Regions from separate parts of the Mus musculus genome. Here region 1 is linked to region 2. The links are chromatin contacts, called in public HiChIP or PLAC-seq maps. All regions are on one chromosome and are shown on one strand. Each heading gives the region's core, a stretch centred on a gene start, on an enhancer-like site or on the middle of the called end of the contact. The rest is flanking DNA. Distances are from core to core; before and after follow the strand shown. Region 1 holds the start of Olfr110 (olfactory receptor 110). Region 2 holds the start of H2-M3 (histocompatibility 2, M region locus 3).

What was found. HiChIP or PLAC-seq counts read pairs in DNA pulled down with a chosen protein or histone mark.
Region 1: an H3K4me3 HiChIP or PLAC-seq map of bone marrow-derived macrophages shows a contact between it and region 2, with 6 times the contacts expected there. The contact joins the promoter of Olfr110 here to the promoter of H2-M3 in region 2. A contact is called at or near these places in 1 of 39 promoter capture datasets (macrophages), 3 of 115 datasets of contacts at active chromatin or transcription factors (bone marrow-derived dendritic cells and bone marrow-derived macrophages) and 2 of 9 other capture datasets (adipose tissue and macrophages).

Annotation. Positions count from the first base shown.
Region 1 is chr17:37,491,150-37,493,849 of GRCm38.p6, reverse strand. Olfr110 (olfactory receptor 110) reads right to left here and starts at 1,382. Exons shown (of 2, transcript NM_146328.2): 1 at 1,353-1,382.
Region 2 is chr17:37,268,843-37,271,542 of GRCm38.p6, reverse strand. It overlaps H2-M3 (histocompatibility 2, M region locus 3), which reads right to left and starts at 1,309. Exons shown (of 8, transcript NM_013819.2): 1 at 1,209-1,309; 2 at 752-1,021; 3 at 270-545. The coding sequence starts at 1,281.

The DNA of each region.
Region 1 (2,700 bases), core at 133-2,632, 220 kb before region 2:
TATTCTGGTGATAAATCTTTTCAGAGTACATACCCCTTCTTATGCAGTTTCTAGTAAAGTAATGAACATTTGTGTTAAAACATTCAGCAATAACCCAACCCTTTTGGAATGACAGACACTAGTAAATATTTCCAAGAAAGAAAGAAAGAAAGAAAGAAAGAGAGAGAGAGAGAGAGAGAGAGAGAGAGAGAGAAGAAGAAGAAGAAGAAGAAGAAGAAGAAGAAGAAGAAGAAGAAGAAGAAGAAGAAGAAGGAGGAGGGAAGGAAGGAAGGAAGGAAGGAAGGAAGGAAGGAAGGAAGGAAGGAAGGAAGGAAGGAAGGAAGGAAGAAAAGAAAAGGATAGAAAAGTTCTTGTCTTTTACATGGTCAGAATGCTGAAAGTTCCTAAAAATCATATCATTATTCTCATAGAAACCAGAGGAGTTAAAAAATTTATCTAAATAAAGAATTATTAAGGTCACACAGTTAACAAGTCCACACTAAAATCACAAACATTTCTCTTTCCAAAACTAGAACAGAATTTTATAAGTATTTCCTAAATGAAGTAGGCTAAGTCGGCACCAAACAGCTTGAGCACAATAAGTCAAAAAACAAATGCTCACTCAGAAGTACAGAGAAAGTGACCTTTTTTATCCTCTTGAAAAACTAGACCATATAACACAAGAAGAAAGAAAACAGATTTATTTTTTTAATTTTATTTTTAGGAATCCTGCATGGTGAGAACTCAAGAACAGTTTTTAAGCACCCACAGGGAATATTTTTCAAAAACGTTTAAGCAAAAAGTTTCCTCTCTTTTGAGGAACTTTCATGTTTAAGGAATCTAATATCTCTCTTTAAAGAATGTACTCAAGACAACAGCCTTAGAAATACAGAATCTTTATATAGTCCAGGTCATCTAAACTATATCTTTTGTAAAGCACTGGTGAAAAGTGTATTATCAATTACCTGTCACTGAAAACACATTAAAAATACCATGTAAAATCTTAACACAAGAGTTTAATAATAAGTGATAGATGCAACAGTATCAGACAATTATTGTGAGAAACACAAAGTATCCTCCTGACTGTTTTCTGCATTCCACCCATTAATTCCTTTATTGAATAAGGAATCAGCAGGCTAACAAAGACCTATTATATAGAAATTAACCAAATTAAATACATCTCTCCCCCTGTCCCCCAGTTTGCACAAACATCCCATTCCTGCCTCTCACATTTTGGGACAGAAAGTTTGGATACTTTAGCTTGGCAGTCCTCTGGCCCTTATGCCTTCCTTTCCCAGCATCAAAAGGTCAAGACAGAAAAGTTAATCTCTAAAAGTATTGGAGTTATAGCTATACAAAGAAAAACTACTTACTTAGCTGCTATCAAAAATATTCAACAGAAATCACCATACAGACTCTAAGAGCTGCTGCCATAGGACTGCTCTTAAGAGATGCAGAATAATATCCCTGGAGAATCTAAGAGTGCCAAGAGCTACCTTAGTCTCTGCAGGCAAATTCATAGGACAATACCCTCCAGACATAGCAAGTCCCACATCTTAGTTTGGTTTGGTTTTTCCTATTTTTGTCCAAAGATGAGACTGTGGCTTTATGTGGAACTGAGCTGACCAAAGTTATTTCAGATTTCCTTCTTCCCTACTGTGACTTCAAGGTCTCCTGACTTTGCTTTCTGAAACTGGTATCACGACTGTGCTCAAGTGTCTGTCTCTTGTCTCACACTGTGAGAAAGTGAGAAAACCATGCCAGCACAGAACACTGAACCACCTCCCCACACTTCCCCTTTTCTCTTCCTCAACTGCCACTCTGAGGAAATTTTAGGATTCTCTGAGCTGCAAATTTCTTCTTGAAAATAAAGCTGTGGGTTTGTTTTACATTTAAATTGTGACTAAGGTATTCCTTTACAAAGAAGACATATAAAAATTTAACATAGTGCCTAGACCCTTTATGTCTCCCCATCTAATGCTGAGCTCAATGTTCCTATTTTATTCCTCTGATACAGGAAGATAAAATATTTCCTATTTTATCCTCTCTTGTTTTGGACATTTGATCCTACTGGGTATGTAAACTGGGACACCAAAGAGCAGGTGAAAATTTGTCTAACCCATGGGCTGCAAAGTTCACTGATACCAAGCAGTAGTTCTGATATACAAAATGAGTAAAATTTCCTAAGAAAATGGAGCCCTGACACTAACATACTATGACTATCTGTCCTCAAACAGCATTCACTCTTTGAGAGGTCTTGGGGGCCCAGGTTAATCGAGACTGTTCTTTGTTCTACAGGGTCACCCTCCTCCTCAGAATCTTCTGGCTCTTCCTTAATTCAACCACAGGGATCAGCAGCTTCTGTCCTGGGTGAAAATATCTGCATCCGACTTTTTCAGCTACTTTTTGGGCCTTTCAGAGGGCAATCATGATAGATCACTTTTGTGAGTGCTCCATAGCCTCAGGAATAGAGTCAGACCTTGGAGCCTCCCCTTGAGCTGGATCGCACTTTAGGCTTGTAGCTGGACCATTTTTTTTTTCTCAGATGTCTCGACATTTCTATCCTCGCAGTACTTTCAGACAGAAAGAAGTATGGGCCAGAGTTTTGACTATGAGATCGCAACCCCATCTCTCACTTGATACCCTGTCTTTCTGCTGGTGATCAGCTCTACAAGTTCCCTCTCCCCACTGTAGGCCATTTCATCTAAGGTCCCTCCCCTT
Region 2 (2,700 bases), core at 60-2,559:
AGACTGAATGGAAGTGGTTGGTTGTGTATCTCAGGGTGTTTTCTCCTTCCATTCTGGGACAGATTCAAATGTTCTGAAAGTAGGGTCAGCCCTGGGGACAGTCACTCTCTGATGTTGGATCAGGAAGGCCAGTACCACTCTTCCTCCTCCTTGTGCAGTATTCCAGCGGATCTGGTATTTCCTCCCTCCCCAGACATCAAGAGCCTCACTTGTATGTTTGAGGGGGTTATCTTTGCTTACTAAAAGTGGTTCCTAGTTGTTCCTCATACCTGCTCGCTGAAGAATCTCCTTGCCATTCCGCAGGAATCTGTGGAGCAGCTCCAGGCACTCTCCCTCCACATAGGCCCTGAAGTACTCTGCTGTGCCAGCTGACTCTAAACGGCTCTTCGTGATCTGAGACACCATGTCCACTGCAGTCCAGGAGCTCAGGTCTTCATTCAGGGTGATGTAATCTGAGCCATCATACGCAGCCTGATAGTGGGCTCCAAGAAGGCGCATGTCTGGCCCTACCTCACAGGAAACCATCCACTGCAGGATGTGAGAGCCTAGCCACAAACAGGGTGTCAGCCTTAGCCACCTCACCCTGCTCCGCCCGCCAACAGGATTTGGACCTAAACTGAAAGTGAAACCGGTTAAAGGTTTCTGAGAGCTCTGAAGCCCAACTCCAAACATCTAACCTGGCACCCAGGGCTACTCTGGTTTGGCAGTAGACAGACAGGAAGGAGTCTGACCCAGGCTTAGGGTCACTCACCGCCTTCACTCTGGTTGTAGTAGCGGAGCAGGGTCCGAAGGTTTGCTCTGGCACTTTGTGCAATATTCTTGACCTTGAGTTTCAGCTCCTTCCAGTACTCTGGTCTTTCCTTCTCCATCCAAGGTGCACGAGGTTCCATCCTCGGAATTTCCTCAATGCTATCACAGCGCTGAAACTGCACGTCGTCAACATAGCCCACAGAGATATACTGGGGCTCCCCACGGCCCGGCCGTGACACCGCAGTGTGGAAATAGCGCAGTGAATGTGAGCCTGGGGGCGAGGCAGGGTAACTTCAGAACTCTTCCCTGATAACCCCGGGCCAGTGAACAAGCATTGGGTTGGGGGTGGGGCAGGGAGCGGAACTCAGGTCCCGGCAGAAAAGGGATCCCCGAGCACCTGGTCCCGATGCCGTGATCCTCTCTTTAGAGGTTATTTACTTCCCGACCCCTGAACTCACCAGAACCTGTTTGGGTAACAGCCAAAGAGACCACCACCATGTGCAGGAGAGCGCGGTTGCTTGAGGACCCCATCCTTCCCGTGGTAGCCCTGATTAGATTCGCTAAGTACACGCCAACCAATTAGAATGGGAATTGGAGAAGCGTCATCAGTATCCGGGCAAAAGTACCCGACAAAGTTTACAGAGTTACAGAGAAGTGAAACCTCAGAGGAAATGGGGGAATCTCCAATGCTGGGTTAAACCTGGAAACTGGGCTTGGATTTGATCTCTGTTCTCCTACACTGAGTACTTAATGTCACGTTTCCTAGAACATTTTTAATATTCTAGGATCAGTATGTTCTCTAAAACAAACAAAACGGTTTTTTTTTCGTTTTGTTTTATGTGTACTGATGTTTTGCTTATATTTATGTATGTGCACCTCATGAATGCCTGGTGACAGCAGAGGCTAGAAGTGGGCATCTGACACCCTGGAACTTGTGATACTGGTCCTATCAATTGCCACATGAGTTCTGGAAATAAGACCCAGGCAAACTCCATGGATAAGTTTTATGAGTTAGGTCTACCAATAATTATCACTTGGGGTGCACACTTATAAACCCAGTCTCCAGGACATATAGGATTTTGGAAGGAGTTCAAGGTTGTCTTCAGCTAGGGAGTTCAGTAACACAGTGAGATGAGGAGCTCTGGTAAGAAATGTTCCAAGAGGTCTTATGGTCAAACCTTTTAGTTATTAGGAGTGGAAGCCCCTGAGTTTTTCTTGTTTGCAAGCTCTAAAGTCCTCCCATCCCACTGGGGATCCAAGCAAGAGTTCTTGGAATCAGTGTAGGCACAGGAAACTGACTTGGATGCAGATTCATTAACACAGTTGGCAATTTGGGAAATAGCTCTGGCAGATAGAAAACAAGGACAATATTTAAACAAAAATATTGAGATAAAGACTAATGAATCTAAAGTTGATTTTAGCAGTTTGATGGTTTGCCATAGACAATATGATTACTCAATTTTCACTCAGAAATCATATTAGTCACAAATGTCATAAATGAACTGTTTAGATGGTATGCTGTATTTCAATAGGCCCACTTGCTGTATATAAACAGCAGTCCCTACAGGTAAATTAGCCAAACTCTCACCCCTATTGCTCAATTTCCATGTTGTTTTGTCTTGTTTTATATTTTGAGACAGGGTTTCTTAGTCCTATCTGTCCTGGACTCAATTGGTAGTTGATGTGGCCTTGAACTCACAGAGATCCTCCTGCCTCTGCCTCCTGAGTGTTGGGGTCAAAGGTGTGCAATGCCATGCCTGGTTCAGACTCCATGTTTGATCACAAATGATCCACGGTGTCAGTAGAACTCAGCTTAAAGCTCGTCATTTTAATTTGCAGTATATTACTCTAAGTTTCATGACTTTCTGCATTCACTATATGTTGGATTTCTCAAGAACTGCTGTGGCGCTGCCCCACCTTTGATATTATTGCCACCCTTTCCTCTCTTGT